Regions from separate parts of the Ovis aries genome. Here region 2 is linked to region 1. Evidence: chromatin contacts called from public Hi-C data. All regions are on one chromosome and are shown on one strand. Each heading gives the region's core, a stretch centred on a gene start, on an enhancer-like site or on the middle of the called end of the contact. The rest is flanking DNA. Distances are from core to core; before and after follow the strand shown. Region 1 has its middle 47 kb from the start of PLEKHG3. Region 2 overlaps SPTB (spectrin beta, erythrocytic).

The links. A called contact is a pair of places that touch in the nucleus more often than the background predicts.
Region 2: a contact with region 1 is called in a Hi-C map of mixed tissues, with 3 times the contacts expected there. The contact joins two enhancer-like sites. A contact is called at or near these places in 10 of 16 Hi-C or Micro-C datasets (blood, hypothalamus, liver and 5 more).

What each region holds. Positions count from the first base shown.
Region 1 is chr7:74,867,063-74,872,147 of ARS-UI_Ramb_v3.0, reverse strand. No RefSeq gene overlaps it. Among named protein-coding and RNA genes, the nearest start is that of PLEKHG3, 47 kb to the left of the region's middle. Within about 2 kb of position 2,442, at least 3 of the 54 cell types and tissues checked have an H3K27ac peak or open chromatin away from gene starts, as enhancers often do.
Region 2 is chr7:74,963,034-74,968,118 of ARS-UI_Ramb_v3.0, reverse strand. SPTB (spectrin beta, erythrocytic) reads left to right here. Exons shown (of 37, transcript XM_060418657.1): 35 at 665-838; 36 at 1,099-1,141; 37 at 1,287-4,554. The coding sequence ends at 1,454. Among named protein-coding and RNA genes, the nearest start is that of PLEKHG3, 49 kb to the right of the region's middle. Within about 2 kb of position 2,223, at least 7 of the 54 cell types and tissues checked have an H3K27ac peak or open chromatin away from gene starts, as enhancers often do.

The DNA of each region.
Region 1 (5,085 bases), core at 1,193-3,692:
CTTAATAAGAACTGGCTTCAGCACAAATACAGCTTTTGAATCCGCAGCATCTCACTCCAACCCAAGTGACCTGCAGGTGGGGCCCAAGGAGCCTATATAGAGATGATGGTCAGGTATAGAAAGCACTGGGCTCTGGTCACATGATTCACAAAGGGCCCCCTACTCTGGCTTCGGACGTCATCTCTAGATGACAGGATTGAGAGACATTGATGTTTGGTGTAGATCTCTAAGTCCAAGTTCCATCGCTGCCTGTAGAGCACTTCATGTCATAGATTTAAAATAAATCAGGGCATTATAGTGCAAAAGCATAATTACCTTTACTCTATGTTTCTGTGTATTAATCTGTCAAATATAAACTTTTAAAATATAGCACAGTTCCCAGCAACCTTTTGAGTGGGGACATTTCTTCACACTTTAATATTTGTTGCTGTTCAGTCACTAAGTTGTATCTGACTCTTTGCCACCCCATGGACAGCAGCACACTAGGCTTCCCTGTCCTTCACTACCTCCAGGGAGTTTGCTCAAACTCATGTCCATTGAGTCAGTGATGTCATCCAACCATCTCATCCCCTGTCATCCCCTTCTCCTCCTGTCCTCAATCTTTCCCAACATCAGGGTCTTTGCCAATGAGTCAGCTACTAGGAACCTTAAAAAATGCACCTAACTGCAGGTTACTCTCAACCTCTAAGTGGCCCTGGCCAAGATCTGCTGTTGAGAGCAAAGAATTCCTGCAAAAATGGTTTTTCCCTTTTTCACATTGATTTTTCTCAAGACTTTCTTGCTTCTCTGTAAGAGGAGACAATCTGGTAAAGGATCCGTCTCCTCATTTAGAGGAAATCCATCTGCAAGAACAAGCCCTGAAAATTCCCCTTGTTCAACCAGACTGAAGGGCCTCTGAGCATATTCACACACGGAATGTCTGGCTCCCTCCCTACACCCACTCCACCAGGGTTTGAACTACAGACATAGCACATTTCTCTGTATTCCTGCCAGCTCTAAATCATGGCCTCATGTAGCACCAACGTGAGGTTTTCTTTACCTCTTATGTAAACCCCCAAAGCCTGCAATAAAACACATCCAAATTTTCACTGGAGCATTTGCCACCTGCTCCTGGTCCCCCTAAGGTGAAGCTGTGATACTTGGCCTTGAAGTCTGAGATGTTTTTGTTAATGGGACACACCTCAGAAATCAGTTTCAAGAAAAAAGGGTAGAAGCCTCCCTCTGGAACTTCCTCTCTTGAAGTTAATAAAAATGTCAGTGATGGACTGTGTCCAGCGGGGCTGCTGGCAGCCAACGTACAGTCGCAGATGAACTGCAGCCACGCCGTTTTCCCACACAGGCTGCCGACATCTCACCCTGTAGAGACCAGCTCTTCTTTTTTTTTTTTTTCTTTCATTTTTACTTTATTTTATTTTACAATACTGTATTGGTTTTGCCATACATTGACATGAATCCACCACGGGTGTACATGCGTTCCCAAACATGAACCCCCCTCCCACCTCCTTCCCCATAACAACTCTCTGGGTCATCACCGTGTAACATGTATACTATCATGTAAGAATTGAATCGCCAGTCTATGTCCGACGCAGGATACAGCATGCTTGGGGCTGGTGCACGGTGAGACCAGCTCTTCTTAGGAAACACAGCTAGCACTAAAACCTCATAAATCTGAGCGTTGATCCAGAGACTCCGCAGTTTCTGTTTCAGGGATGAACTGTTCACTCAATAAATGTATGTATCAGGAATTCCCTGGTGGTCCAGTAGTTAGGACTCCTACGCTTCCAATACAGGAAACCCAGACTCGATCCCTGGTCAGGGAACTAAGGACACAAAAGTTTAGCATGCCCCCCCAAAAGGAAAAAAAATATGTATATTTTAAGGTAGAATTTTTAAAAGTTGGGGTACAATTCATATAATATAAATACCATCACCTTAAAGTTTACAGTTCAGTGTTTTTTAGTATATTTCCTGTATTGTGCAACTATTACATCTCTCTAATTCATGTGAAGAGATTTTTTTCTTTTTTTTATTATCCCCCCCCTCCCACTAACCCCTAACAACCACTGGGTTTTTTATAGATTTGTCTATTCTGGACGCTTAAGTGGATTCATATAATATGCAGCCTTTTGTCTCTGGCTTATTTCACTTAGCATAATGTTTTCAAGGTTGTAACAGTACGTTATTACTTTTTATGGTTGAATAATATTCCACTGTATGGATACACCGCATTCTATTCATGCATGCATGAGCTGATGGACATTTGGGTATTTCTGCTTTTTGGTTATTATGAATATTACTGCTATGAACATTTGCATACAAGTTTCTGTGTGGACACATGTTTTCAGTTCTCTTGGGTAAATACCTAAGAGCAGAATTGCGCACACTATGGTGACTTTGTTTAACTTCCTGAGGAAGTACCAGACTCTTCTCTCACTCAATGCATGTTAACCAGCTCCCACACCCTCTGCACCAGGAACCAAGAGCACAGTGGTGGACCTGGCAGGCCTGGCTACTTGCCCTCTGGGGCATGCAACTCGGCAGAAGGAGACATTAAACAGATTATTAAAAATAATGATAAAAAACAGCACAAAAAAAAAAGATTACTTGTACAAATTCCAAGAAGGGGAAGTTCATGCCGCTATGAGACTATAATACAGGGAGGCCTGACCTGAGGATTGAACCAAGGTCATAGGACAAGAACACAGGCACTCTTGAAACAACAAATTTAGGACCTGTGATACCAGAAAAACCTCCTAATTAACGGGAAATTGAAATGAAGAAGTTCTGTAATTAAGTGGGGTTTTGAAATCTCTCACCATTTGGGGGCAGAGATGCTCCACCCGCCCCTGTGGAAGGTCTGAAGTGATTTATGGGAATATTTAGCCATGGAAATGTGACAAGGGAACAGGCCAATAATGTTTGAGGATAACAATGAATAAACTCTCAGGCTGCCTTCCTCCTCCTCTTTAAGGCCCAGGAGAATTTTCTCCCTTCACTTGCCCCTGCCTTCCTGACTCAGACCTTTGCAGCTTTCCCTTCCTGAGGCCCTTCCCAACAGCCACTTACAAAATCAACCACCTATTGTTTAAAGTAGCAGTTCAAATTCAGCCTCTCACAGGAAGAAGGGAAGCTCTGGAAATGTCAGCAATTAACTCCCAGGAATGTGAAAGTTTAGTTTGACCTCAAGAGATGAATGTTGCTGTATTTCAAGTGGCAGAATTTTATGAAGTTTCGTTCCTGCTGAATGAATGTAAAATATGTGTACTGTGGTCAAGGCACTGGGTTAGGTGCTCTAGGGAGATACAGAGAAACAGGGGTGTTGGCCTCAGTCCTGTCCTTAAGAAAGTGTCCAGTGAGAGGGAAGAGCCTGATGAAAGATATACACCGCATATGTGAGTCCCGTGAGGCTGATGGATCCATAAGAGAAAGAGTTATGTGGGGGAGGAAGAGAGGTCTCCTTGGGTTGTGTTGGGAACCCCAGACTTCACAAAGGAAGTGAGACTGAGGATAAACAAATAGGCTTTACACAGGCACCCAGCAGGGGAGATGACTTTCCAACACAGCAGATGACAGGTGCAAAGGCCCAGCAGTAGAAATTTGAAAGATATGCTAGGTATAACATAGAGGTTCCTGAATGATGCTTTGTTTTTTTAAAAAATGGAGACACCTTGAAGTTTCTAGTTTTAATCGAATAGCCCCAGTAAGGTCTGAGGTTTCTCTTTCATCCCTAAACAAGGAGATATCAAACTATCAGGGTGCAATGATCAGAAAGAGAACACTGCTGGCTATTCAGTTCCTTTTTCCCTCGCTTCACCCCAAGTGTGGGCAACATCCCATAAGCTTAGGGTCCCTTGATGCAGATGACACTGAATATATGCAAAAGAGCTCTCTTCTGGCTGATCCTGGCTGGTGGTGGTCGTTGGAGGAGCAGGGTGGGGCCTCTACCAGGGTCTCTGGGATAGGCTGGGATCCCTCCACCCATCCACACATGCATAGGTCTTACCTATCAGATGTGGTATGAGACTTTTTGCTTTCCATCCTCCATTTTGTCACTGGTTGGTTCATTCCTGTTATCAGACAGAGTGCCTGATGAACTATGGATGGAGGTTTGTGACATTGTACAGGAGACAGGGATCAAGACCATCCTCAAGAAAAAGAAATGCAAAAAGCAAAATGGTTGTCTGAGGAGGCCTTACAAATAGCTGTGAAAAGAAGAGAAGTGAAAAGCAAAGGAGAAAAGGAAAGATATAGCCATTGGAATGCAGAGTTCCAAAGAATAGTGAGGAAAGATAAGAAAGCCTTTCTCAGCGATCAGTTCAGTTCAGTTCAGTTTAGTCGCTCAGTTGTGTCCGACTCTTTGCAACCCCATGAACTGCAGCAACCAGGCCTCCCTGTCCATCACCAACTCCTGGAGCCTACCCAAACTCGTGTCCATTGAGTCAGTGATGCCATCCAACCATCTCATCTTCTGTCATCCTCTTCTTCTCTCACCTTCAATCTTTCCCAGCATCAGGGTCTTTTCAAATGAGTCAGCTCTTCACATCAGGAGGCCAAAGTATTGGAGTTTCAGCTTCAACATCAGTCCTTCCAATGAACATTCAAGACTGATCTCCTTTAGGATGGACTGTTTGGATCTCCTTGCAGTCCAAGGGACTCTCAAGAGTCTTCTCCAACACCACAGTTCAAAAGCATCAATTCTTCTGCACTCAGCTTTCTTTATAGTCCAACTCTCACATCCATACATGTGAAAAACCATAGCCTTGACTAGACGGACCTTTGCTGACAAAGTAATGTCTCTGCTCTTTAATATGCTGTCTAGGTTGGTTATAACTTTCCTTCCAAGGAGTAAGCGTCTTTTAATTTCATGGCTGTAATCACCATCTGCAATGATTTTAGAGTCCCAAAAAATAAAGTCAGCCCTCAGTGCAAAGAAATAGAGGACATCAATAGAATGGGAAAGACTAGTGATCTCTTTAAGAAAATTAGAGATACCAGGGAAACATTTCATGCAAAGATGGGCTCAATAAAGGATAGAAATGGTATGGACCTCACAGAAGCAGAAGATATTAAGAAGAGGTGTCAAGA
Region 2 (5,085 bases), core at 974-3,473, 96 kb before region 1:
ATTGCTATTTCAATTGTGGATAAATTTTCCAGTATTAAAAGGTCTACCAATAAAGGGATTATTTTTATTTGTGATAGGATACGATATAGCTATTAAAATTATTTTCAAGAAATGTTTGAGGATTCAAATATTTGAGGATGGGGAAATACTCATGACATAGTGTTAAACTTAAAAGTACAAAATTAAATTGAATATACAGTATAATCCAATTTTAGTTATATATGTGAATAGAAAATAAACCAGAAGGAAATACATAAAATGTTAACAATAGTAGACTTTGGTAGTGGAATTACATGCAGATGATTGTTTTTTATTTGGCCATGCCACGTGGCATGTGGGATCTTAGTTCCCCCACCAGGGATCGAACCTGCACCCCTTGCGTTGAAAGTGCTAAGTTTTAACCACTGGGCTGCTAGGGAAATCCCACATGTAGATTATTCTTAATTGTAATTTTTTTAGTTATAAAATGTATTACTCTTGATCACGGTAAAATTGGTGTAGTTAAGAAAAATGGTAAAGCCTCCGGTATTCTTACCTGGACAATCCTGTGGGCAGAGGAGCCTAGCAGGCTAACATTCATGTGATCACAAAGAATCAGACACGACTGAGCAACTGAGCATGCAAGTGAGGACTGTAGGTGACCTGCCTGTGTGTACCTTCACAGGTCCTGGAACAACCTGTACTGTGTGCTCAGGAATAGTGAGCTGGCCTTCTATAAGGATGCCAAGAATCTGGCCCTGGGGGTGCCCTACCATGGAGAGGAGCCCCTGACCCTGAGACATGCCATCTGTGAGATTGCTGCCAACTACAAGAAGAAGAAGCATGTCTTCAAGCTGAGGTGAGGCCCTGCCTGTTCACCACTCCTTCCCTGATGGCTCGATCTGGCCTAAGTGGCCAGTCAAGGTACCACTGTATGTGACCAGCTGCAGGCCTGAGGTGCCCCTCAGAGATTTTTCAAATAAGAGAGGCTGGTGATCCTGATTTCTGCCTCTCTCAGAAAGCTCTGTGCTGCCTGACAGGGTCCTGGTCATGGGAAAGCTTGGGGAGCTGGGGGTCAGAGCCAGAGGTGGCCACGGGGGAAACCCTTTGTCCTCCTAGGCTGAGCAACGGCAGCGAGTGGCTCTTCCACGGCAAGGATGAGGTAAGTGCAGGGCCGCCAGGCCCTGACCTCCCCCAACAAGGAGCAGTTGGGAGGGACCCGTGCCCCTTGGGCTCAAGGCTCCATCAGAAGGGGTTGTCCTAGAGGCAGCCCGTCCTTTGAGGATCCTGACCCTCCCGCCCTACAGGAGGAGATGCTATCCTGGCTGCAGGGCGTGAGCACGGCCATCAACGAGTCCCAGAGCATCCGCGTCAAGGCACAGAGCCTGCCCCTTCCCCCCATCACCGGCCCCGATGCCAGCCTCGGCAAGAAGGACAAGGAGAAGAGATTCAGCTTCTTCCCCAAAAAGAAGTAGCCTCTCGGGCGCCCGGCGGGTGAAGCCGGTGCGTCGTTAGGACATGCGGGGACTAGCGCCTCCCTCCTCGGCCGGACCTTCCTCCTGCCCACTGCCCGGCCGCCGCCGCTGCCTGCCGCCTGCCTGCTCTGAGCTGCCGGCCGGCCGGCCGGGCGCGGGCCCCGCTGCACTGCGATCGCTGCCTTCGCCCGCCCAGCCCGGCCCGGCCCGGCCCGGCCCAGCCCACGCCTGCCTCCGCGCCCTCCGCCCCGGGGCCCCGCACACAGCGAGTGCGGGCTCCAGGGACGCGGCTCCCAGCTCCGCGGGCCCTCGGGGCCTCCGAGTCTGGGGGCAGGAAACGATTTTTGAGGCCCACACGCTCTTCTCCCGACCCTCCTTACGAGGCAGAGGGGAGCCAGTCCCCACAACCCTATTCCCACACAAGCTGGAGGAGAAGGCTTGATGGGGGTTCCTCAGATGCTGAAAAGTGAAAGTGAAGTCGCTCAGTCGTATCCGACTCTGTGACCCCATGGACCGAAGCCTTCTCTGTCCATGGGATTTTCCAGGCAAGGGTACCGGAGTGGGTCGCCATTTCCTTCTCCTGTGGATTCCTGTCCAGGGATCGAACCTGACTCTCCCGCATTGCGGGCAGGCGCTTTACCCTCTGAGTCAGCAGGGAAGATTCCTGAGATGCTGCCCACTCCCAAAGCAAGTGTTGCTTGGGGTCCTGTCCAACTCGGTCACAGCCAGGGGAAGAGAAAAGGTCCTTGGGAAGGCCCGGCCTGCCCCCTAGGGGCGTGAGGAGGGAGTCTTCAGGTAGCTCTGGGCCAGGGGCCGCTGCCTCCCCCCCTCAGAGGTCACTGCAGCCCCTCCTCCCATAAAGGGGGCACTGTCCCAAATCGATAGGTCGTAATTGCGAGGGGCCTCCCTCCGCCTCAGCACCCCCTTGCTGCCACTGGGCCAGGTGGTGGTTGGACCCTAAGCTCTCAAGCAGCCCTCTTTTTTTAAAAACTACAGCTAGTTTAGGGCTCAGGCCAGAAGGAGGCAGATAAGACTTCCACACTGCCCGAGGCGCCACCTCTCCACTCTGGGGTCTGCGGCACTCCCAGTAGCTGCTAGACCAGCAGTACCCCACTCAGACCCCAGGTCTCAGAGAGACAGTGCAGGTCCCCATACGAGATGGTCACCGCAGCGCCTGCATTAGAGCATCCCAAAGCCAAATACTCCATGCGTCCTGTCTGCAGCTGGCACCATCTGAGGGTGCTGGCTGAACTCACAGCAAAGTTCATGACCTGTCACCCTGAGGTGGCAGATGCGGCCACACCTGGGTATTACAACCCTGGTAACAATCCCAGGAGAGCTGGGACAAATGTTGGGGCTGGAGCCATTAAGATGTGGCAAGTACCCTTGCGCAGGTCCTCCTGAAGGGCCTGACCTGAGTCAGGGGGCTACATGGGAATCTATCCCCCAATCCTAGGTACAGCCAAAAGGGGCCCTGCAACCTCTCTCCCCAGGGATAACCGTCCCCATGCTGCCAAAGTCAGACATCTGGAGGGAACAGACCACTGGTTCCACAGTATTCTTTCCACCACCCTCTGAAAGCAATACAGCTCCAGCCCAACATCTTAACTTGGGTTACGTCCAAAAGAAGGCTTGAGTTGCAGGCAGCAGACACTCCCCTGGGCAGAGCAGAAAGGACCCTGGGACCTGCAGTTGCTGTTTCCATCACCTTCCCCATGGGAAGGAGCCTTAGACACACTGAGACGATCCCCCATAACTGGGTGAGGCTAAGGCAGAAACCACAGGCCTAAGCATCTGGAGTTACTAGGCCTTCCCAGGAGCCCTTAGTGCTCGAGATCAATTACTACTATGTCAAGGGAAGGCAACTTCAGCAGACAAGAACCACAGGAGGGAAGTTCTCTGACGGGGCCTGACATGTGGTCCCACCTTGGGAGCCAGGGTCTTCATGTGTCCTCTATCTACCTATCCCTGTGGCCCTCTGTGCATCCACAGGGAACCTAATCTGTACCACTCACCAACCTCTCTACACCTAGGGGAAACCAAGGCAGGAGGCAATTAGGTAGTGATGCTCACCTGGCAATAACAAAGGCCTCAGGCACACCTGAAGGCGTGTCCTGCTCCAGGATAGATGGCATGTTCCTTGCTGAAGAGCAGGTGGTGGCAAGTCTCTCTCAGCTGTCCCCATGGGCCAATTTGTGGGAGCCAAGACACTAGGGGCCACCTTTTGCCTTCCACGTGTGCTTCTGAAGTGAGAGATTTCAGCAAGCAACTCCACAGTCCCAAGAATGAAAGGGCCTCGAGGATAAGCTAGGATTTTCCCACCCCTGGGCCCCTGGACTGGGCAAGGACAGCAACCAGCTGCATTTGACCCACCGCCTGCCACCAACTTCCCATGCACCCCTCTCCTACACCACACAGGCCCCAAGACCCTTGACCAACTGGAATGAAACTGCAGGCACCCAGCTTTGGGACTCTGAGCCACATGGGGGCGGGAGGGGGAGGTTAAGCTCCTGGCACCCTGCCAAGTTTTTTGTTTTGGTTTTTTTTTTTTTTTTTTTTCCTCCTTACATTTTCTACTTTGCAGTCTTTTAACAATATCCCCAAATAGCTCCAGTCCACACCAGCATATCAGGCTTCCTCCCCAGAGCAGTTTAGAGGAAGCTCCTTCTGGGCATGGTCAGGTGGTCCTCCTGCCCTCTCTTCTTCCCCTTTGTCCCCCTGGCCTCAGTGGACTGTGGCTGAGGGAGGTCAGGAGGGTCCTCGGGAGGCTTGGCTTCCATGCCACCCCACCCCTCCTTCCTGCCTATCGGAGGGAATGTAGAGTCCCCAAGGGTGGCTCTGGATCTCCTTCCTCCCTTCAGTGGGAGGGGGCAGAGATCCAGAAGACCCCATGGCTCGGTCCCTTGGACAAGCAAGCTCAGGGAAGATGCAACGGAGGAGGCGGCGGCAGACGACTGCAACCCTGTTGGGCACAGACCTTGCAATCTGGGGCTGGCCCTGGGGCCGGCCGGGTCTTGTCCTCCACCTGCTCAAATGTGCTTCCACGAACCAGAAGAAACCCATTTACTAGTTTTTCTAATAAATCAATAATGCTCCATAATTCTATTTGGCCTGTTTCCCTTTGAATTGGACCAAAGAGGGCTGGTTGAGTAAGCAAGGCCGGATCTGTGGACCCAGGACCACCATGGAGACAGAGAGAGGTACAGCCAGGCTGTTGACTTGTCCCTGGAGTCTCATAGAAACAACTCTGCCAGGACCCAGGTCCTGTGCTTCACTTGTGACCCTGAGAAAACTCATTCATGCATTCAGCCATCTTGTGGGCCTGCTACAGGCCTTTCTGCATGGAGCGCGGGGCAGAGATCTGAATATCAGAGTCCACACGCCTGGGGTTCATTTCTGGGGCAAGTGTGCTTTAAGTCCCTTCAGTCATGTCTGACTTTTTGCCACCCTGTGGACTGTAGCCTGCCAGGCTCCTCTGTCCATGGGATTCTCCAGGCAAGAATACTGAAGTGGGTTGCCATGTCCTCCTCCAGGGAATGTTCCCAACCCAGGGATCAAACTTGTATCTCTTCTGTCTCCCGTATTAGCAGGCAGGTTCTTTACCTCTTACACCACCTGGTGACCCAGCCAG